Regions from separate parts of the Mus musculus genome. Here all the other regions are linked to region 5. Evidence: chromatin contacts called from public ChIA-PET, Hi-C, HiCAR-type and HiChIP or PLAC-seq data. All regions are on one chromosome and are shown on one strand. The core of a region is the stretch at or near the end of the contact, and the rest is flanking DNA. Distances in the headings are between cores, read along the strand shown. Region 1 has its middle 37 kb from the start of Tmem247. Region 2 holds the start of Socs5 (suppressor of cytokine signaling 5). Region 3 overlaps Rhoq (ras homolog family member Q). Region 4 holds the start of Rhoq (ras homolog family member Q). Region 5 holds the start of Prkce (protein kinase C, epsilon). Region 6 has its middle 4.2 kb from the start of Gm30421. Region 7 holds the start of Cript (cysteine-rich PDZ-binding protein).

Region 1 (3,060 bases), core at 212-2,711, 710 kb before region 5:
ATCAAGCAAGCCCATGCGTGTCCCTGTGCATCCTGCTGCTGTCCATCAGGCAGCTGCTGTGCTGACTTTGCCTGACCCGCCACACCACACTTTTGTTTTTTTTTTTTTTTGTTTTTTACTCCTCACCAGACAGGCCTGCCATACTGGTTAGTACTCTCCATGCATGATCCAATTTGTTAATATCCCGTGGTGACATTTCTAAGATCAAACTGCCGAGAAATCCCATTTACGGGCTCAGCGGGCAGAGGGGGCCTCCTCCTGGTCTCCTTTATTCTTTATGAAAGTAAAGAATAAATAAAAAGCCAAGAAATTGACACACCAAATCAACACAACTATGGTCACCCACTGGTTTTCTGATGACAGAGCCACTTACTTGCCTGGTTCACTAGGAGACAAAAGTAGGGACTCCATAAACAGGACCAGAGAGAAAGGTGGGCTAAATTTGTTTTCTCCAGCATAGAAAATAAGCCCTCCATATCTGCTGTTCCAGATGTTGGAGCTCCACAGTTCCTAGAAGTCACTTCTACTGTCCTCTAGAAAATCTGGTACCCAAACAGGTCACATGATATGCCCAGGGTCAAACAAAAATGAGTGTCCTGAGCTAGAACTCAGAGCTTTAGCATTCTCTCCCTTTCTCTTCCTCTTTGGTCTCAGCCCCTGCGGATCCAGGCCTTGGTGTATCTAAGCATGACTCTTACCTGAGAGCTTCATTTTGAGAACACAAACATCCAACTTTAACAATCCTTGGCACTTTTTTTTTCTTTCTCATGAGAATCTTCTGCCCTGTGGTTTGTGGAGGAAGCTGACTAGCAATCTAGGTGACGTGGTTGCTATCAACAGAGAACAGCGGCCGTTAAGATAACACATGAGTCTAAATATGTCAGCAGGTGCAAATGTTGTCTTGTCCTACAAGGGGTACAGGAAATGTATTCACTTAATAGTGCAAGTCATAGATAGGTCACAGAGATAGCATAGTATCAGGGGGTCAAAGCAGACAGGGTGTGGTTTCTGTAGACAGATAGTTTGTCACAGGTTAGGGGAATATAAATGTCCATCTCTGGAAAATGCCTGAGTAGTCCCATGGGCACCTATAGAATGGTTCATGCACGGAAGCACACGTCTCTGCAGCAATCAAGGGCTAACTACTTTAATTTTATTCTCTGATCCGCGCACTGCTTCTAAATCATTTCTTAGACATGCTAATTTATTCATTTCCCCCTAAGCATTCACCCATTTATTTTATGCATCCATTCAGAAACTCATCCGATTAACTCTGAGTGCCCTCTTTGTGTTCAAAATGTTCTCTTTCCTTTCCGAATCCTACTCTAGATTCTGTAAGAGCCTCCTGAGATCCGTGTCCGGTGAGAGTGCCGTTGCTGTCTATTACACCCTGTAGAACCCTTCTGCCCCTGTCTGCTTTGGGCACGTAAGGCAGCAGGCATTGGCAGCTGACCTTACTGACTGGGTAAGCAAACAAGACACATGTTCAGTAATTTTCAGCCAGCTAAGTTCCTGTGCATCGTCTCACCGTTATCCTCATTGCAAAATCGAGAAAACAAGGCTCAGAGAGATTAAGAAACCTGCTTGTTAGCAGCGTGTGTGTGACCGTGTAGGGCTTAGGCTTGTCTATCTGCCTCTACACCTGCCTTTTCTCTTTCTGCACGCCATTCCTGCTTATTCCTTTTATTCTCTTTCTTTGTTGGATCTCATACTGTTGACTAGTTACTGCAGCCTCTGCTATTGAATTGTTCATGGCTCCATAAAAACATCTAGAAACCATCAAGAGAATAGGAACTCATTGGGTTCAATTATGGACATTTGAAAAAGCACCTATTTTTTGGGCTGAGCGCAGGAGAAGTTTGAGAAAGAAGACGGAATAGACATCATCACCCTAAAGCAGCTCACTAGTGTTCAGCTACCACATCATGTCTCTCCTGCCCTACAATAGAGAAGCCAATGTCTGGGCTAGGCTTGGGTAGAGGAGACTATGATCCAAACAGCCTAAGTAGACAGGTCAGCTTGGTAAATTGAGTACCTCCCCTGGCTCCAACCTGGCTCCAAGTTGCTCTTTATGGAATTTAGTTTTATATGCTGGCCATATTTTTTAAAATTTTTATCATGTGACCTCTGGTGGTCTGTACCATGAATCTAATAAATTATTTTTACTCTTTCGGTTCAGAATTATACCATTAACTTAAGAGTCTCCCTCTGACAGTGGGTGTCGGTTTTATCTAACTGCATAGATAATCATATTGTCTATGGAGAAAAATGGTTTCATGTTTTCATTTCTTGTCTTACTGTAGTGGCAAGTACTTCCAGCATGATAGTAAAGTAGACTGACAAGAGCAAATTAAATATTTTAATGTTGTTCCTAATTTCTTTCTCTGTGTAGCATCATTAAATATGACATTATCTTCAGGGTTTTTTGTTGATGTTCTCAATAAAGTTGATGAAGTTCCCTTCCATTTTTAGTTTACTAAGAGTTTTTGCAGTGAATTGGTGTTGGCTTTGTTTTGTTTTGTTTTGTTTTGCTTTGTTTTTTGGTTGAGTAGGTTGTGGGTTGATTTTTTTCTGTATCAATTAATGTGAACTTAAGACTTCTTTTTAACTTCCTTTTAAAATTGTGTGTGTGTGTGTGTGTGTGTGTGTGTGTGTGTGTGTGTGTGTAGGGAGCGGGTGGATGTGAGATGCCCAGTGTGAATGCTGTGAACCAAACCCGGGTCTTCTGGAGAAGCAGTGCGTGTTCTTAACTGTTGTGCCGTGTCTCTCTCCCCTTCATTAGCTTCTTGATGTGTTTGTAGTTGGTTTACATCATTTGCTTTTTCAAATGTTGAGCCTTGGATAAATCTCACTTAGTTATGGTGTTTTATACATAGTTGGGTTCTACTTGCTAATATTGGATTTAGACAGATCCATCCAGTGTAGAGACAAATAAAGGATGCCATAGCTTCCCAATAGTACACTAAAGTGCAAATCTCTTAGTTGTTCAAATACTTAAAAACTGGCCTTAGTGCGCGTTTCTGAGTTTCCCCCCTACGTTAGGGAGCATCCTGATCCCTC
Region 2 (2,876 bases), core at 176-2,675, 940 kb before region 5:
AGACAACAGTCACCGCTTCCTGCTGTGTCTTCCTTCCGTTGCTAGGCCGATTTCAAAAAGGGACTATGAATCCGAGAGACTATTAAGATTAAAGTACGCATTTGACTAAATTCCCAACTGTTAGAACACTCGAGCTCATTTTAGCAGAGCCTTCTAACACCAGCATCTTTTTCATTTCATTCCTTAAAGAGAAACCATTTTTAAACTTCTATAGAACATGCAGTTCAATTTTACACGGCCCTGTAAAGAAACAGTTAAAAGCAAGCATGACTTAATCGTCTTCTAGGATAAATGTCAGTAAATCGTAATAGGACAGTCTAGCCTAGTGTTAACTTTGAAAGGAGCAGGCCTCCGGTGTAGATGAGAAGCTGCTGTAAGAATGTCAAGGTGTAGTTGGAAGAATGTCCAGGAGAACTGGTAACTGCCCAACCCCATCAAATATATACATACAATTTAAAATAAGGAATCACTGACGAAGTCCAGCAGCCAGCCACCTTTTGCTTGGAACACCAAAATAAAAAAATGCCAAAAGCTCGTGGCTGACCCCCATAGCCTTCAAAGTTGAGAACCAAACCAAGGGTATTCACGTTGTTCCTCAGCATCCTTCTGTCAATGCAACTCCCTCTCCACAAACTCACTCCGCTTCAGCTACTCGAATGCCCAAGTCCCAGCACCAAAGAACCATTTATTAAAAGCTCAAGGACTTGGAGCGGGGTCTTCCTTGCGGCCGCCTCCGCATCCTGTAATAACCACCCCAGGTTAAACCCCCCAGAGATGCTCCAGTCTTTTCCCGCATCCACGCTCCCCGGTCCTTCCTTCACGTCCCGGTAGACCTTTTATCGTCGCCCTTGAGGACCCTCAGGTCGGAGCTATGGAGCTCTTAGGTGACCTGCCTGGACCCCCTCTACCCTTGGCAGTGGGCACCGACGACCTCCCCCACCCAGTCTCGACCCACCACGACCCCGATGACGAATGCCCTCCTATCGGCCCCAGACGACCCCTTCTTCCCCTTAGGTGTCCCGACTCCCACCGAAAAGCAATTCCTCCGAGACGTACCGAGAGCCTACTGCGAGTAAGCTCCCACTACGCGCGGCGGCACCGTGCGCAGGGGCTCAACGCCCCGGCTTGTCTTCCTCTTCCCGGCGGATCCATCCCGGCCCGAGGGCCGTGCCGCCTGCGCCGAGGTGCGGAGGCGCCCACCGGAGGAGGACTGCGCCGGGGGAAAACGGGGACCCGGGCAAGGAGAGGCGGCCGCTTGAGGGCAGGCGCCGGGCGACCGCGGGGGACACTCAGCGGCCGGGACACGCGCGGCGGCCTCATCCAGGGCACCTGCGGCCAGGCAAGGATGGGCCGGGGCAGCGCAGTCAGCGACAGGGCGAGCGCGACCGCCCGCGCGTCCCGTCCTCCGCTCCTGCCGGGCCGGCGGCGCAGCCTCGCTTCCTCCGGACGGAGCCCGGGGACCCCAGCTCGGCCGGATGCCCCCGCCAGCCCCCACCCCTTCCCGGCCGCCTCCCCCTCGTCACCCTCTCCCCTCCCCCCGCCCCCCCAGCCCCCCACCGGAATGGAAAATACCTCCCGGGGTGGGGGGCGGGCTGGGCCACGCCTCTCTGAAGGGCAGCCTACCGTGACCAATGGCAGGCGGGGCTCCAGGTGGGCGGGACTCCCGGCGGCCAATCCAGAGGCGGGTAGGTGAAGGCCGGAGGAGGGAGGCTGGGAGCTAAAGAGGGGAGGCCGGCGAGTTAAGGAGGTCCGGCCGCGCTGGTGCGTGCTGTGCGCGGCTGCCATTTTGGAGTCGGGCAGCTGAGACAAGCGGCCGGGTTCGGCCGAAGAGGGAGGAGCCAGTCAGGTGGGAGAGAGGCTGACACGTGGGCGGGGTGGGCGGGGCCAAGCGGGCTCGGACTGGAGGGGAGGGGGAGAGGCCCGGGAGGCTAGGAGGCTGGAGAGGGTCACGTGGCCGTGGAACGGGCTAGGGGTGGGCGCTCGGGTGGAAGGTCAACCCGAGGTGCGGGTGGGGAGTAGCTTTGTTCCTTTGGGCTCCGTTAGGGAGACCAAGGGGAAAATGCTGAATGGAGGTTGCGAGTGCCGGGTAGGAAAAAAATGTGAATGAGTCTCCCTAGCTCCCTTCAGCATGGAGCCATCCGAGTCACTGAATTCCAATATTCAACGGGAAACCGGGCACCTCATTGAATTCAACTCTTCCTATCCAGGCTCTCAGCTGCCACGAAGATGAGTCATACACGAGGGGAGGGGTGTTGTCGCTTCCTCTCTTTGCTTGCATTTTATGTGGATCGCCCCGGCCGTGGAAATGACAGCAAGGACAGAGAAGTGAATGGGGGGTTGTGATACCCGCGAGACTCCTCAGCTGCCCCTTTAGAACCGTGGTTACCACCGCTTCTTGGCCTTTTGGCTAAGATCAAGTGTAGAACCGTGGTTACCACTCGTAAGCTAACTGGCCACTTCTTAGACATACTACTTTCCGGTGCTCAGACAAAAAGACTTGTTTACTTCATGATTCAAATACAGTAGTCTGTTCCCCCTGCGTATCTCCCCAAAGTGGTCCTTCTATCAGCGGCATACACATAGGGTCACACACACCTTAGTCCGGTTTGTTTGAAACAGTCTCACTGTATAGCCTAGCATGATTTGGAACGCAATATGTAGCCCAAGCTGTCTTCTAGGTAATGGTGCTCCTACTTCAACCTGCTGAATATTGAGATTTTTGACCACCTTTAGTCTTTAATGCTTTGCAGTGGGACCGGCAGACTACCTTTTTCTTGAAGGCTTTTCTTAGACTCTTTTCAGCCCCACCCTACCTTTCTTAACATTGTACACCCTCAGATTGCTTTCTCAGTTATTTTTCAACTGTCTGTTCTCTT
Region 3 (2,782 bases), core at 216-2,715, 820 kb before region 5:
TATGTGACAACTTAGTCACAGAAGCTGTGCCTACCCGCAGGACTTTTCCTTGTTATTATCCCTTAATAACACAGTAGCATAACTATCCACTGTGTCAGGCACTGTAAGAAACCCAGAGATGACAGAAAGCACACTGAGAATGCAGCTCAGTGAGTAGAGTGCTCGCTTAGCATCCCAGAAGCCCTGGGGTACCTCACCAGTGTCATATAAGCCATTTGTAGTGCACATGCCTGTGTGCTCGGCCCTCGGGAGACAGAGTCAAGGGCATCAGAATTGCTCTATGCACTTCTTCCACGCTCTGGAGCACGGCTTACCTCCTGGCATGTCTAAGGCACTCCCTCCTACCCCATGCTGAATTACTTCCTCCAGCTCTGACCTTGCTGTACTGTGATGATTTCCGTGCGGTCCTGTGTGCGGTCCTGCAGCCCTGGTCTTGGGGAGGCTACCTGAGTCTTGCTTTCACTGGGCTTCACCATCACCCCAGTGATAGGGCTGCTTCCACCTTACTGATGAGGAAACAGAGGCTCGAGGAAACTTTGTCACTTGTAAGCTACAAGCTTATCAAAGTACAGCTGGGCACAACTCTAGGCCACATAAAGTCCTATAAGCAGCGAGTTTTGCCATCAGAAGTCTTGCCAGGTTTGAGACTGACCTGAACCTGGGCTGGGCTTGCTAGCTGCGCAGCCTCCAGTAGATTCTCTTTCCTGTTTCCTTTCTCTAGATTACTAAAGATCCCCACAGCAAGTGCGGTGTGCAGGGCATGTGTGTGTGTAAGATTAAAAGAGCTGGGGTGTGAAGGGCACTTAGCACACAGTGGCTGCTGGACTGTAACATCCCTGCAGCGGAGTTTCTTCTCTATGCAGTTTCAGATTTGAGGCAGAGCTATAAGTAGGTGTGTGTGTGTGTGAGTGTGTGTGTGTGTGTGTGCGTGTGTGCGTGTGTGCGTGTGTGCGTGTATGTGTGTGTGTGTATGTGTGTGTGTGAGTGTGTATGTGTGAGTGTGTGTGTGTGTGCGCGCGTGTGTGTGTGTGAGTGAGTGTGTGTGCGTGTGCGTGTGTGTGTGAACGGGGCTAAGGAGACAGCTCAGTCAGGGAAGACTTCACTTACAAGCATAGGAATCTAAAGCTGGGTATGGTGGCATTGCTGGTAATGTCAACACCGGAGAGGTAGAGACGGGCAGTTCTCTTCTGGCCAGTCAAACTAGCCTACTTGGTAAACTCCAGGCCAGCGAGAGACACTATCTCAGAAAGTAAGACATGTTACCTCAGGAAGGCTACCGAGGCCGACCATATACATGTACACAAACGTGAGCACTCCGCTACACAGCCTCTCTTCATCCAGTCCAGACCGGATTTCCCACCGACTGAACACAGAGCCAGATAATACTGTGACAGCACTACCGTGGATGAGTGACCAGCCACCATTAGAAAGGCACCAGATGGACAGACAGTGTCTGTCTGTGCAGTGGCTTCACGTCTATTCTTCCTGTAGTTTTCGGAGCCAGTCTCACGAGGCCGCTGTCCTCACTCCTCACTGTGTAGCTGCTGTGTAGCTGAGGATGAGGTTGAACTTCTGACCTTGACGCCGCCCACAGCATTAAGCTTAAGCTCACAGCGTTGCAACGCCCAGAGCTTCATGGCTGCCAGGCGAGTGTTCTACCAATCCTTATACAACCTCAGAGGCAGGGTCAATCTGGGACATCCTCATCCCTCCCTCCAGGGCAGTGAACACAGCAGCCCAACTCTAGGTGGCTCAGGGATTAAACTGTCCCAGAAGCAAAGGGTTCCCAGGGGAGATTCCAAAGTCCAGACCACACCCTATAAGCTGGCTGAATTATATAGGAGCCTTTGGGTTCCGGCTCCGTACCCAGCTTTGTGAAACTCCCCCAGTGAGTCCCTTTAGAACTCACAGTCCATCATGGAAGTTGTATCATGTGCTGCCTAGAAAATGAAAATGGAGTTCTCTTGTTAACAAGCCACTGGATTATTTAATGAAGCTGTTGCAATCTGGTGGCAAGAAGTCTCTAAGCCGAAGGTTGAAGGTCTGGAGTGCAGGGTCTGGACTGAGAACAAGTGCTGCCTCTCAGAAACCGCATGTGTAACTGTGTTTAGTCAGTGTTCTTTAGCCCCTTTCCTCATCATTTTCGTGAGAGTGTATGAATGTGTGCATGTACACATGTGTGCTGGGTGTGCATGATGTGCTGGGTGTGCATGTGTGCTGTGTGTGCATGTGTGCTGTGTATGCATGTTCTCTGTGTGTGCATGTGTGCTGTGTATGCATGTGCATTGTGTGTGCATGTGCGCTGTGTGTACATGTGCACTGTGTGTGCTATGTGTGCATGTGCTCTGTATGTGCATGTGTGCTGTGTGTGCATGTGTGCTATGTGTGCTATGTGTGCATGTGTGCTGTATGTGCATGTGTGCTGTGTATGCATATGCGCTGTGTGTCCATGTGTGCTGTGTGTGCTATGTGTGCATGTGTGCTGTGTGTGCATGTGTGCTGGGTGTGCTATGTGTGCATGTGTGCTGTGTGTGCATGTGTGCTGTGTATGCATGTGTGCTGTGTGTGCATGTGTGCTGTGTGTGCATGTGTGCTGGGTGTGTATTTGTGCTATGTGTGCTGGGTGTGTATGTGTGCTATGTGTGTATGTGTGCATGTGTGCTATGTGTGCATGTGTGCTGGGTGTGTATGTGTGCTGTGTGTGTATGTGTGCTATGTGTGCATGTGTGCTGTGTGTGCATGTGTGCTGTGTGTGCATGTATGCTGTGTGTGCTATGTGTGC
Region 4 (2,974 bases), core at 206-2,705, 800 kb before region 5:
GGTTCACGCTGGTCTGCGTTTTCTTTTGGGTTTGTTTCCTTAATTTGCTGACTTAAGAAAAAAAAAACCAACCTGATCTTGAGGCAGCCCCCCCCCCCAAAACACACCCTCCCACCTAGACACCTCAGTTTCCAAAGGCCCTCCACAGCCACACAGAATTGGCGAGAGATGGGGGTAAGGGAACCGGCCAGAAGCCAAAACACTCACCTGTCCAGCTGTGTCATAGAGTCCCAAGAGGTACTGCTTGCCCCCCACGGTGACGCTGACTGCAAGGACAGAAGTGGGGGGTGGGGAGAGAAGCTCACAGTGATCTGAGATCTAGCACTTTGGCTCCCCACAGTAACCTCCTTTCCCAAATACTGGGAAGCATGTGGGTGCTCCCCAGGAGACAACATTCCCCTTTTATCCGAGTCCACTTCACTGCCAAGTTGCATGAGATATAGGTGTAATGTGGCCCCTGCCATCCACTCCCCCCCCCCCCCAAACCCTGTAGCCACGTCTACTAGTGTTCCCAGATGTTTCCCCTACAGGGGTTTCGGGCAGTAAGGGAAGAGGCAGCTGGAAGGTCAAGAAGGGCGCTCAGGGGACTGAAAAGTGTGGGAGACGGGGCGAAGGGGGAGATAGGAATGGGGTGGGAGTTGCTGCGAGGGGTGGGGTGACCAGAGGCACAGCTTGGGGGGGGGGGTGAAGCCGCCAGGCAGAGGGCACGGCGGGGGAGGGGAGCACGCTCAGGGGAGGCAAGCCAGGGGGCTCAGCCAAAGTTGCTCCAAAGTTCCCAGCCGGGGATCAGCCCCTTAGTCAGCAGGGCAGAGGCGTACCTGCGTAGTGGTCGAAGACAGTGGGCACGTACTCCTCGGGGAAGGCGTCGTTGGCATAGCTCATGAGCAGGCACGTCTTGCCCACCGCCCCGTCGCCGACCACCACGCACTTCAGCATCAGCGCGCCGGGCCCGTGAGCCATGCTGCGGCCGGCCGGCCTCGGGGCATGGTCCCCCCGGAGCCCCCGCCCTGGCCCCGGGCTCAGCCCCAGCCCGCTTGGGGGGTCCGCCGTCGCCGCCGCTCGGCGCAGCAGGGCCGCCCTCCCGGCCCCATGCAGCGGTTCCCCTGACCGGAGGAGAAGGTGCGGCGGGCCCGGGGCGCAGCCGCCGCCGCTTCGATCTCTGCCCCGCTCCCCGCCCTGGCCCGGCTCGCCGCGCCCGCCTGCTGGCCCCGCCGCTCGGCGCCCGAACCCGCTCCCCGGCCCGGCCTCCCCAGGAGGATCCGCCGGATCATAAGACCGTCCGGCCCCAGGGGAGTCGGCAACTTTGGGGAGGGCGGCGGAGGGGAGGGGCCAGGCGGCTCTGCCCGCCCCGCGCCGCTCCGGCCCCCGCCCTCCTGGGCCGGTGAAGGGGGGTGGGGGAGGGCGGTCCGGGCGGCTCCGGAGTGCGGCGCGCCCCGCGCCCGCGCCCGCCGTGCGCTCCTGCCGCTCACCCAAGCTTGACTCCCTGGGAGTCGGGCGCGGAGGCCGAGGAGGAGGCGCCCTGTATCCGGGAGGATGGGGGCTGGGGGAGGGGCTCTTGGGCAGCCGCTAGGAAGGAGCCCAGGGCTCCTCGCGAAAGTGCGGCCAAAGCCCGGAAGCGTCCGCAGGCCCCGGTGCCCGGAGGAGACGTGAAGGCCTTTCGGGGAATCACGACGACTTCCACGGTGACGCAATTCTGCAACATTATACAGATGTGTATATTTAAATTCTGCCTGGAAGGCAGGAGCCATCTCGTCGGCCTGCAAGTGCTCCACGCAACTAGAAATCAGGAACAGCGGCCAAGAGGGTTATAAATATAATTAATAACAATAATTAGAAAGGTGTGCGGAGGCTGGGAGGGTGGTGGGTCTCGGAACTGGAAAACTGAGACTTCTGGCTTATTGCTTGCTCCTCAGCATCACTACCCCACGCTTTTCGCAGCACGAGCTTGAGTCATTTTCTATGAAATCGGTGACTAAGAGATGCAGCATATTGCACCCCCAACCAGCCACAAAGGGGCGAGCCCTTGTCAGGAGACCACAGATGTTATTTGTGCTCCCCCTGGAGGCGACATCGTCCGAGGCTTCCTTTCGCTTCCAAGCGTCTCTCCAAAAGTATTCAATTGTGATCCCTGAGGTATGATGTAGCCTCGCGCTCTGAGACTTGGCCAGTGATTCAGGACCAACCCTGCGCCTCTGTCTGGCAAGTCCGGAAACACTTGTCTGGCCAGGGCCAGTTAGTTGTGTGGCCGAGTGCTGCTTTAAATGTACGGTCTTGGTTCGAAGGCTCACTCTGCGCTGACTGACCCCACACCGCAGCCTACCCCCAAGCTTGCTGACAGGGAAGTCCTTTCCTCTCACCAATTCATAGTGGTAGAAAATGCTGTGTTGAGAGGTGCGTGGGTCACTCATACCCTTGCCCCCGGGATTTAGGTGGGGGAAACTGGGACCAGTGAAGTGGTTACCAAAAGGTTCCCTGTCACTCCCGGTGTTCAAGGGCCACCTGGGGAGATGCCTACTGTGATGCCCTCATTTCACTTCCACGAACCCTGGACGCCAGTTTTCAAGTCATAATCCTGATTTCAATTCGACCAGGAAGATTTCAAATAGTATTTAACGTTCCTTGTGAACGTAGGGGAACATCTCTCCATACCCTGTCCATTGCATTCGAGTGGAGGTACTTGCATTGACTACACTAATAAATCTGAAAGTTACTTCATACATTCTGAAAGGTTAGGAAAGGCACCACACTATCTTGAAGTCAGGTCTTGACACTTTCCCGTGAAGGAGAAGAGAGCAAGGTTTGCTGCTTGCATCACCATTAGCTCTGGCTGTGTTTGCGAAGACTAGTATTCTGAAAGGAGGAAATGTGGAAAGGTTAAAGAGCTGTAGGAGCCAGCTCTGCCGGAAAGCTGAACTTGGTCCAAGCACCACAAGTTAGTAGCATGGCTGGCTGCCTTTCTCTAGGCCTGTTTTCT
Region 5 (2,847 bases), core at 70-2,569:
TACCCTACTGTATATGTCTCTTCAGCTAGGAAATAAAACGTGCCTCTTCAAGAAAACTGAGCCGCACATGCACACACAGACAGCCCAGAGCCCCAGGACCAATGCTCAGGCAGCAAGTCTTTCCCTGGGACCCGGGACTCCCGGACGTGGAGGACCGACTCACCCAGTCCTCGAAGTGACGGCTCCCATTCTGCAGCAGCTCCTCGAACTGGATGGTGCAGTTGGCCACGAAGTCGTCGTAGCCGATAGGAGCGTCGTGAAAGACAGCCAGCTCGATCTTGCGCCCATTGCACACATCGGTGACGAACTCATCGTGCCAGGCCGGGCTGTTGGTCTTTTGCTTGGTGGCTGTTTGGCCGATGCGCGAGTCGTCCACGTTAAGGGCAATGTAGGGGTCCAAAAGGAACGTCTGTGGCCGGGGTCCCACCGCATGGCGCAGCGACCAGGCTGTGGGCTTCAAGCTCACCGCCTCGCAGATTTTGATCTTAAGAAGGCCATTGAACACTACCATGGTCGGGGCGGGGGTCACTCCGTCCGCCCCGAGGGCAGGATTGAAGAGCAGGAGCAGGCGCGCCGGGAGCCTGGGGGACTCCTGGGTCCCCTCTTGCCCCACCCCACTCACTCGCTACACCTTGTGGCGCTGCCTCCTGGCGCCGCCGATTCTCAGCGAGTGCATGTATTTCCTCGCCGGATTCCTAACGGAAAACAGGGAGGGGGGAGAGCTGGAGACGTCCGTTTTTTTGGAGCAAGTCTCTCCCCCCCACCACCGGCGACACCTCCACGGCAGGAGACGAGCTGTCGCCTCCGCTGCAAGCCGCGGGGGCTGCCTCGCCGCCTCGCTGGTTCTTCGGGTCCGTGTGCGGAGAAGCAGGCGCCGCGCCCGGCGCTCACCTACCTTTCCGAAACATAATCCCCGGGCAATTTCGACTCCCGGAGGGGGAGGGGGCGGCGGGACGGGGCGGGGACGAGAACCGGGGGCACAGATTTCAACCCGGATCCTCTTCGCCCACCCAGCGCCTGCCTCGGACGGCGCGGGGCGGAGGGTGGACTGAGGGATGTGCAGTCTATCCGGAGGGATGCATGTCGAGAGGAAATGGTCCTCCCCGGAGCCAAATTTTTAAAAAATCCACAAGCCGCACGATCAGCCCCGCCGTCACCTCCCGGGTTAAGCAGAGTCGCGCCGTAGCCGGCGATCGCGAGGCGCCCGGTGCCTGGGATCTCACATCCGCGCGGGCTTGGGAGGTAGAGGTGGCCGCCACTTGGGTTCGGGGCGCAGGCCGGCACCCGGCGGTGCGCAGCGCGGCGGCCGGGCAGGGACTGCGACTCCGCGCGGCCCCTCCTCCCGCCCGCCGGCGCCCGCCCGCCCGCCGCGCTCCCCGCGTCCGCGCTCTCGGCTGCCGCCGGCTCGCCGCCCGCCAGAGCGCTCAGCCCGCGATCTGCTTCCCTCGATCGCTGTGCGAGCGATTCTCCCTCCCTCTAATGCAGGAAATGCGCAAAAGACGTCAGTGTGTGTGAGTGTGTGTGTGTGTGTGTGTGTGTGTGTGTGTGTGTGTGTGTGCACGCGCGCGCGCGCGCGCCACTGTTTGGGGAAATAGAAAGTTTTGCCGGTTGGGGGAGCAATACGGGAAAAGTGAGCCGAGCAGAAAAGAGCAGGAGCGGGCCGGCCGGGTCCGTTTGCCGTGGCGCGCGGGGGAGCTGAGGAAGGACTCCGCGCGGAACCCAGGAGTGTGGCGTCGCGGAGGTGCGGGAGCGACTGTCGCAGGCCGAGTCTGTGCTCCTCGGATCTGCACCAGGAGAGCGGGGTCTGGACCCGGAGAGCAGCGGGCCGCGCTTTTCTCTCGCACCCTGCGGCCAACACTATCACTTAAAACTGGGCCTGGTGGAATGGAGGGGGTCGCAATGTCCAAGAAGACTAATCACCTTCCCCCACTCTGCCTGGACTGCGGCGGTCACCAGTCGCCCGCGGAGAGCTGGCCTATTTGTCACTCTGCCCTGGGATTCTCTACTGTGCCGCGATGGGGGAGGGGACACCCGGACTGCTGAGCCCTTCGGCTGGGTGTGAGTTTTGAAACCCTCTTTTTTTCCCCCTTGAGGAGACTCTCCCCTCTGGGGATTTGTTCTGGGCCTGATTGGGTTGCGAGAACTTGTGGAAGACTAGTAGAACCTGGGCCCGGCCTGGTTCGAATGTCTGTTTATTTCTCAAAGTGACTCCTCCTACTTATGCGGGACCTTGTGTGTGCCCCTTAAGAGGACAAGGCTTGATCCGCGCCCTGACAACCGGCGTTCGGGCTGCGGGAAAGCCCGATGCGTCCTCCTGGGGTCCAGTGGCTGTATCCATACTAATTTCCTCGGTAACCTTTAAACTCTCTGGAAGCAGCCGCGACGGCGGCTGGTCACGTGAGGCGAGCCCTGGGCTGCTGGGGAAGAATTTCCTGGGCCAGGGACCAGGACCGGGAAGGCGGGCGGCAGGGAATGGCTCTGTGCCGAGGGGGACTGGGAACCTGGGAGCGCCGGGCGGGGCGCGCCAGGCCCCGGGCGCCGCGCAGCGGGAACTTCCAGCCTGCGCCCGGGAAGGGGTTCGTCCCGCAGCTCTCCGCCGTGTGAGTGGAAAAAGAAAACCTCCGCCCTCACCCGAGTGCCAAGGCAAGTCCGGCTGTTCGTTCGGATGGTGAAAAGCTAAGTGTTTATCTGGCGACTCTGATAAGTGTGGATCAAAATGTACAAACCGCATTCCATTCACTTTTTCCTCTGTGGAAAAGGGTTATCATTTCTTGTAGTTTAAAGATGAGAAGGCAGTCTCCAGGAATGACATACCAAGTACAGTACACACACACACACACACACACA
Region 6 (2,903 bases), core at 78-2,577, 890 kb before region 5:
AGATGAGAGAGCTCTCCATCTTGATCTGCAGGCAGCAGGAGATTCTTTTGAACTGGGTGGAGCTTGAGCACTAGATATCAGGTTTGAGTATAGGTGAGTGCTCCAACGCAGGAATGAGACCAGGAGAAGAGTTCATCAGCATCAGCACCATGCCCCATCCAACCCCCACTGCCAATACCCCCGACCCAACCTCCACATATATGATCGTTCCGAGTAGAATTCTAGCTTCAAGAAAAGTGGGGCAATGAAGCAAAATGTCAGGCACCAATGCCAAACAAAGCACATGGAGGCTATAGAAAGAGTTATAGCTCAGAGCCGGTCAGTGTAGTCAGTGGACAGTGCAAGAGCCCTCAGATCTCAGGTTCACTGACTAACAAGGAGAGCAGGGCAGTAAAATAGATGCCAGACTCTTAGAAGTGGGCACCAGCTATGGCAACTGTCTGACCCTCCACTGGATAGTGGATGATGAACCAGAGTGGGCTACTTATGTGCTGAGCCTGAAGAGCCTGTGTTGGGCTAGGGAGGGCCAGTGTATGAGACTGGCCATTCTCAGTCATAAAGGGCAATATATTTGTGATTAAAATAGCACCTTGCTATTTTAATTCTGGTCCTCTGCCAGCCTGAAGGGGTAGAGGGAATACCAAAACAAGAGTCTAGAAATCTCTGGACTACTCTGGCTGAAGCCAGTCACTAGTGTGGGACTCTTAGACATATCTTTTTTTTTTTAAACCAACTGTTAGGGGGTTTGTTTTCCTTGTTTGCAAAAATCAGGAAGTTGAGCCAAACAAAAGGTTTTCAAAGCATCCTCCTCAGACTGGCAGTACCAGTGCCATCCGGTGGTTTATGAGAAATGAAAGTCCTTAGACCCTACCTTAATTCTACCAGATCAGAAACATTGGGAGGGACCCCTGGAAACCTGTGCTTTAATGAGTCTCCAAGTGTTTCTGAGCCCAGTAAAGTCTCAGATTCCAGGTCCCAAATAATCCTACATCTGCATGCCCAGATGCCTCTGCATTTGCTAGAAGAGATGAAATGCCCCTACCCCTGCTCCTGAGCACACAGACACCCACAGAGCAGGTCTCAGCACACAGCTCTTCTCCCCAGTCTGTTGCTAAGCCAAGGCTGCCTCTGCAAGGGATGGATTAATGCTGCGACCAGCCAGTTAGAGAGGATACACTGCATTCTGTCTCCTTTATCTCCTGCCCAATTAGCTAGAGGTAAGTTAGGAAGATTTACTCTCCTTCACAAGCAAGGTCACAACCTGAGGTTGTCATAGAAGCCAGTTTCCACCCTGGCTGCGCTCCTGGAGCAGCGGATTGGCTAGTAGGCAGACGGCTCTGCCTGGCAGCAGGGATTTGATAGGCAAGGCGTGGAGGAAGAACCAAAGGGGAAGAGCAGCTCTGCTAAGCCTGTTGCCTTCTGCTTACAAAAATTTATAGGTCTATTTATAACTTGTCTTGCTCCACAAAGGATTTCAGGCAGCTGCCTTCCTTGTTGAAAAATCCTTGATGCCAAAACTTGGTGTCTGACACCAAGGACTTCCTGGTCCAGAGCAGAGGGCCAAGCCTTTGTTCGTGCAACCTCGAGCAAGCACATCACGGGTGCCCTAAGTGTGGAGGGTAGCTATCCATCGTCCTGCCCTTCCTTCCTGCCTTCCTGTCTTCACAGATGATAGAGTCAGCATCTTGTCTGCCCTTGTTTTCCGTGGTACAACCTGATAACTCCTGGTTTGCATCTTTTCCATTTGGGTTAAATAAGTAAGATCCATTAGGAAAAAGTCCCAAAGCCTAGTTCGAGGACTGATTGTCAGAGCTCTGTACATAAAGAGAATTCTCTGCTTTTTCTCAGCCATCTCTTCCTCAGAGGAAAATGCCCACTACTCCATCATTGGTTGGAGTCATACTTGGAGTCAGTTCGGATTTTGAGGGGTCCTTACGTCAGCTACGTCCTCAATGTGCTTAGAAGAGATGCAGCTTCGTAGTAAATTCCCAATAACCATTACCGCAAGTAAACAAAATAGAAACCCGTGGCATGGGTTCATACAAGAGCCTCTTAGGAAGCTTTTGATCCAACTAGGATTGTCCCTTTGCAGGAATAATTGATCACTATGAGTCTGAACCCCAAATTCTTGTCTTGTCTTTCCTTTTTTTACTTATCTTCTTAGTCTAGAACTGAGTTCAACAATTAAGTTATTTGGCTTCAGCTATTTCAGAGTGAGAGGTTCTAGTTTTTAACAAATCTCTCCACAGGAGGCTCAGTGACATCTAGAGTTACTGAGACATGGAGAGAGCCACATGCTCTGACCCTGGCTGAGCGCCTCTGTAAAGGGCTGCCATATTCTGCCCCCATGAGTCCTTGCTCCCTGGACTTCAGCCATGCGGGGGTTCTGACACATGCTCTGTCCCCACATGGCCTCCCTCTCACGGCTCAGTCTCCTCAGTCTCTCGCTGCCTACCCCTGCCCTTGCTTCACATACAGGATGTTCTCTTTTGGAATCTGACTAACCATCACAAAAATTGACAGGAAACAGCCAAGAGCAGAGGACAGACATGATGCTTCTAAAGAAGGGAAACTTCGCTTACTAAGTATCGAGACTCATTCATTAGAGACACTTAGCTTACTAAGTATCAAGACTGAAACTTCGCTTACTAAGTATCAAGGCTCGTTCATTATTAGAAGCGTTTGGGTGGATTTTCTTTTTGTTGAGCTGGTGGACAAAGACTTAAAAGGCAAGTGCTAAACAAATACTTGTTTGTAACCCAGGATCCATTGTTCTGTGTGCCTTTTAGTAGAGACAAGAAGGAGTACAAGAAAAGAATGCATTCAACAATAGAAATGATAACTTTGTTATTAGTACAGAAATAAAGAAGCACACACTAGAACAGAAGGGAGAGGCAGAACAG
Region 7 (3,173 bases), core at 356-2,855, 860 kb before region 5:
ACAGTCCTCAAACACCTAACAGAACAAGGAAAAGAAAGCACACTGAAACCAAACTCCCTGGAACTCAGTAAATGCACAACTGGAGAACACGTACGTGCCAAGTTCTAAGAGGTAACTCTAAAAAATTGGAGAAAAGTAACTTTCTCGAATAATGTGTGATACAAGGGAAGACTGAACTGAGGCGGCTGCTGACATTACAGCTTCTGTATGCAAGTACCTCAGTTTACTTACGGGGTGCATGCAATGAGCAGACAGACTGAGAGGCTACAGATAATAAGACCTTAGATTTCTCAGAAGAGCAGAGGAAATGACCTTTCAGGGCACAGCACAAAGGACGGCTTCACAATCTAAATACATTTAAGCCACATTTAATTAACCATTTATCCCACTTTCGAAAAGAATAAAAAACCGTTTAAGAATGGCACAGCTCTGGAGGGGTGTCTGTGTCCAGAGTTCTACATACTGAGGGGCTATGAACAAAATGGGTCCTGTATATCCGCCAGTAACTGAGATGTGGGTTGAATCTTGTCAGAGAAGGCTGTCTAGCCCATGAAAGAGATCAAGAGAAGAAAGTTGTTTTTAAACGAATCATCAGCTTTTGCAGCTACCAAAAAAAAAAAAATTAAATATTTACAACAAATCTTAAGGGTTTCATTGGAATTACTGAATGGTAACTAAAAGGGTTAAAAAGACCTTTCTAAAAGCCAGGGGTGACTACTTAAAGATTTCTTTGGTGGTGATGAGACTCTCTCCTTCACCTGACCCAAAGCTGTGAGTATTAATGAATTGACGGGATGGCTCAAAATATCCAATTTAACTTAATTTCAGATAGCCACTGAAGTAATTTTTAAAATAAAATCTAGCCGGGCGGTGGTGGTGCACGCCTTTAATCCCAGCACTGGGGAGGCAGAGGCAGGCGGATTTCTGAGTTCGAGGCCAGCCTGGTTTACAGAGTGAGTTCCAGGACAGCCAGGGCTACACAGAGAAACCCTGTCTCGAAAAACCAAAAATAAATAAATAAATAAATAAAATCTGTATTAAATGCGGCATGTTTTGTAGTAAGGAAAAGCAGAAAGTCAAGATTTAAACATTATTCGGGACATATTAATAATACTGGAAATTAACCATTGCTTATAATCTTAAGATGTAACCGAGAGCCTGGAACTTATACTTGTGACATCTGTCAACTCTTGATGCTACCAGAAAGATCGTGAAGATCCGATTTAAGCCTCCGAGAGCCAATCAAGAAGTTGTAACGGAGGAGACCCAGAAGGGGCGCGAGGACGACAACAGAAACAAACACAAGAGGCGCAGAACTGAAGCCATTCTCAACACAGAGCGGAAGGCTATGCTTACGGGACAGGCAAGAAGGGCCGAGGGGCAGGGTAGGAAGACACCGGTTACGCCACAGACCAGCAGGGGAAAACCAGAGAAATCCCGAGAGAACTTCTCAGCCCTCCACCTCCCCCAGAAGCAGCCCCTGAACTTACACTTTTCACACACCATCCTTACATGGGGGTGTCCCTGTGCCCTCAGCCGGCAAAGCAGGAGCAGCAACCCAAACACAACAACGCCCCAGCGGAGACGACTTCCTCTTCCGGCTACGTCAGCCCGCTTCCGGACTCTCAGCCCTCCCGCTCCGGCCTATCCCGTACCTAGAAAGTCGCGGGAGGGATAAACGCGAGCTGATGGGCGGGGCTGCTCTCATTATCCCGCCCCTTCTCGTCAACGATTGGCTGTGCGCTTGTGAGTTCCCCCCGCCCCCTCGCTTTCTGGTCTGCGCCTGCGCCAGGGGCCATGCCAGCCTGTAGCACCTGAGGGTGGGAGGCGGTGGTGTCCCCCTTCCCTTCGGCGGGCGGGAGAGTTAGGTAAGCCGGTGGCGGGTTGCTTCTCACACTCGCCCGGGGCGGGTGCAGGTCGCACCGCCGACCGCTGCGGTGACTTCCAGGGCGCCACGCTTCCGGCGGACCAGAGGATGCCCTGCGCTACCGACCCTCTGAGATGCCGGCGTCTATCACAGTCTCTCAGGGGACTCCGACCTCAGGTCACCGGGTCGGCCGCACGGGCTCTCTCTATGATGGCGACCTCCAGTTGCCCACACTGCGCCGTCCGAGGCTGGGACGGAGCCACCTGGGTGGGGTGGAGCTGCGGTCCGCACCTGAGCAAAGGCTGCTCAGGAGGAGGGCTCGGGAGCAGCCAAGCCTTCCGACCCCGTTCTCACGGGATCGCGAGTCCCGAGGGCGGCTTCCCAGGTGTGGTGTCCTGGGTCGGGGACTCGCTCGCCGGTGTCACCTTTGCGTTTGGGTACCGCTCGCGCTCGCCGTGTTAGATGGGTGTTTGCCGGTGGCCTAGGATGGATTTCTGATCGCGCTTCCTGCCTGACCCCGCAGTGGAAGGGAGAATCTGAGAAACTTTCCCCAAGTCTTTTCACGGCTATGCGTTCTTGTCCCGACCCTGGAGGATTTCTTCTTGTTTAAAGAGGCGATGCTTGAAATGGCTTGTGCGTGTGTAACCTTGGCCGTATCTGCTAACTTGTTCATCCAGTTTTCTTAATCAGTATCATTTGCTTTTGAAAACGATAAGTGTGAATGAAATGAGGGCTAATAGCACCATGCCCAGACTTGCGCTTTTACCTTTCCTGCTAGTTCCTCACCCTGCGGTGTGGATGTTACTTTTTGGGCCCGATTTTTACTACATTGTAACATGTGTTACTTTTAAGTTCTTAATTAACTTTAGTCAGTATAACATAGAAACTGTTCTCTAGGTCAAATATATGTATTTAGAGACTGGAAACTATTGTTTCTCCTCCCACTCGCGTTCTGCTATTACCATTATTTAACATCTGTACAGACAGTGTGAGCCCTTAGTGTAGCATAATGACCATCTTAAGATGGTCCTCCACCATTTGCATATCTAAGTGTATACTTGGCTGTCATTTGGGAACTGCAGTGATTTTCGCCAAAAAAGTAAAATTAGTTGCTGGTGTCTGGCACATGTCCCCTTTGTAGAAACCAGTCACAAATATTTAAATTTTTACAGGAATTTTCTTTTTGAGGCTCTGAAAGATAATGTATACCATATTAGAGAAATCTAAAGTAACAATTAAAATCTGCATATGCTTGTTCTGTGTTTTGAAACAAATATGTTGCCCATAGAAAATTATTAATACATGG

Evidence for each region. A called contact is a pair of places that touch in the nucleus more often than the background predicts. ChIA-PET counts read pairs in DNA pulled down with a chosen protein or histone mark. HiCAR-type assays count read pairs that join an accessible place to other places. HiChIP or PLAC-seq counts read pairs in DNA pulled down with a chosen protein or histone mark.
Region 1: an RNA polymerase II ChIA-PET map of memory CD8 T cells shows a contact between it and region 5, with 11 read pairs. The contact joins the enhancer-like site here to the promoter of Prkce in region 5. A contact is called at or near these places in 9 of 39 promoter capture datasets (HPC-7-derived erythroid cells, the SN4741 cell line, cranial neural crest and 4 more), 5 of 484 Hi-C or Micro-C datasets (the BV-2 cell line, the HL-1 cell line, cranial neural crest and 2 more), 16 of 115 datasets of contacts at active chromatin or transcription factors (the SCID.adh cell line, cardiomyocytes, embryonic basal ganglia and 10 more) and 1 of 9 other capture datasets (embryonic stem cells).
Region 2: a contact with region 5 is called in a FOXA1 HiChIP or PLAC-seq map of pancreatic cancer cells. The contact joins the promoter of Socs5 here to the promoter of Prkce in region 5. A contact is called at or near these places in 6 of 39 promoter capture datasets (the 3T3-L1 cell line, the C10 cell line, hippocampal neurons and 3 more), 5 of 484 Hi-C or Micro-C datasets (CD4 T cells and embryonic stem cells), 8 of 115 datasets of contacts at active chromatin or transcription factors (the NIH/3T3 cell line, astrocytes, embryonic stem cells and 5 more) and 3 of 9 other capture datasets (adipose tissue, embryonic stem cells and liver).
Region 3: a HiCAR-type map of embryonic stem cells shows a contact between it and region 5, with 5 times the contacts expected there. The contact joins the enhancer-like site here to the promoter of Prkce in region 5. A contact is called at or near these places in 9 of 39 promoter capture datasets (the 3T3-L1 cell line, the C10 cell line, the SN4741 cell line and 4 more), 10 of 115 datasets of contacts at active chromatin or transcription factors (bone marrow-derived macrophages, craniofacial prominence, effector CD8 T cells and 5 more) and 1 of 9 other capture datasets (liver).
Region 4: an H3K4me3 HiChIP or PLAC-seq map of embryonic stem cells shows a contact between it and region 5, with 17 read pairs. The contact joins the promoter of Rhoq here to the promoter of Prkce in region 5. A contact is called at or near these places in 16 of 39 promoter capture datasets (the 3T3-L1 cell line, 3T3-L1-derived adipocytes, the C10 cell line and 8 more), 2 of 484 Hi-C or Micro-C datasets (both in embryonic stem cells), 24 of 115 datasets of contacts at active chromatin or transcription factors (the 230-238 cell line, the NIH/3T3 cell line, Th17 cells and 18 more) and 1 of 9 other capture datasets (liver).
Region 6: an H3K4me3 HiChIP or PLAC-seq map of bone marrow-derived macrophages shows a contact between it and region 5, with 4 times the contacts expected there. The contact joins the enhancer-like site here to the promoter of Prkce in region 5. A contact is called at or near these places in 7 of 39 promoter capture datasets (embryonic stem cells, frontonasal cranial neural crest, hippocampal neurons and 3 more), 2 of 15 datasets of contacts at CTCF or cohesin (the G1E-ER4 cell line and embryonic stem cells), 1 of 484 Hi-C or Micro-C datasets (the G1E-ER4 cell line) and 10 of 115 datasets of contacts at active chromatin or transcription factors (bone marrow-derived macrophages, embryonic forebrain, embryonic hindbrain and 4 more).
Region 7: a contact with region 5 is called in a Hi-C map of cortical neurons, with 4 times the contacts expected there. The contact joins the promoter of Cript here to the promoter of Prkce in region 5. A contact is called at or near these places in 11 of 39 promoter capture datasets (the 3T3-L1 cell line, the HPC-7 cell line, HPC-7-derived erythroid cells and 7 more), 11 of 484 Hi-C or Micro-C datasets (CD4 T cells, the G1E-ER4 cell line, the HPC-7 cell line and 3 more) and 13 of 115 datasets of contacts at active chromatin or transcription factors (the 230-238 cell line, astrocytes, bone marrow-derived macrophages and 10 more).

What each region holds. Positions count from the first base shown.
Region 1 is chr17:86,878,457-86,881,516 of GRCm38.p6, reverse strand. No RefSeq gene overlaps it. Among named protein-coding and RNA genes, the nearest start is that of Tmem247, 37 kb to the left of the region's middle. Within about 2 kb of position 1,461, at least 31 of the 459 cell types and tissues checked have an H3K27ac peak or open chromatin away from gene starts, as enhancers often do. A contact at or near this core is called in the SCID.adh cell line and memory CD8 T cells, where this site is marked.
Region 2 is chr17:87,106,228-87,109,103 of GRCm38.p6, reverse strand. It overlaps Socs5 (suppressor of cytokine signaling 5), which reads right to left and starts at 1,425. Exons shown (of 3, transcript NM_019654.2): 1 at 1,057-1,425. It overlaps Gm30510 (a long non-coding RNA gene), which reads left to right and starts at 1,757. Exons shown (of 2, transcript XR_877091.1): 1 at 1,757-1,846.
Region 3 is chr17:86,981,559-86,984,340 of GRCm38.p6, reverse strand. All of the region lies in intron 2 of Rhoq (ras homolog family member Q), which reads right to left. Among named protein-coding and RNA genes, the nearest start is that of Rhoq, 20 kb to the right of the region's middle. Within about 2 kb of position 1,465, at least 35 of the 459 cell types and tissues checked have an H3K27ac peak or open chromatin away from gene starts, as enhancers often do. A contact at or near this core is called in embryonic stem cells, where this site is marked.
Region 4 is chr17:86,961,592-86,964,565 of GRCm38.p6, reverse strand. Rhoq (ras homolog family member Q) reads right to left here and starts at 1,455. Exons shown (of 5, transcript NM_145491.2): 1 at 819-1,455; 2 at 208-266. The coding sequence starts at 960. LOC115488765 (hapless 2-like) reads right to left here. Exons shown (of 3, transcript XM_030250169.1): 3 at 1,020-1,693. The coding sequence ends at 1,020.
Region 5 is chr17:86,166,257-86,169,103 of GRCm38.p6, reverse strand. Prkce (protein kinase C, epsilon) reads right to left here and starts at 1,319. Exons shown (of 15, transcript NM_011104.3): 1 at 164-1,319. The coding sequence starts at 511. It overlaps Gm5817 (predicted gene 5817), which reads left to right and starts at 1,619. Exons shown (of 2, transcript NR_165800.1): 1 at 1,619-2,643.
Region 6 is chr17:87,053,600-87,056,502 of GRCm38.p6, reverse strand. It overlaps the pseudogene Gm24648. Among named protein-coding and RNA genes, the nearest start is that of Gm30421, 4.2 kb to the right of the region's middle. Within about 2 kb of position 1,327, at least 70 of the 459 cell types and tissues checked have an H3K27ac peak or open chromatin away from gene starts, as enhancers often do. A contact at or near this core is called in bone marrow-derived macrophages, hippocampal neurons and liver, where this site is marked.
Region 7 is chr17:87,023,993-87,027,165 of GRCm38.p6, reverse strand. It overlaps Cript (cysteine-rich PDZ-binding protein), which reads right to left and starts at 1,605. Exons shown (of 5, transcript NM_019936.3): 1 at 1,491-1,605. The coding sequence starts at 1,506. It overlaps Pigf (phosphatidylinositol glycan anchor biosynthesis, class F), which reads left to right and starts at 1,765. Exons shown (of 6, transcript NM_008838.1): 1 at 1,765-1,868.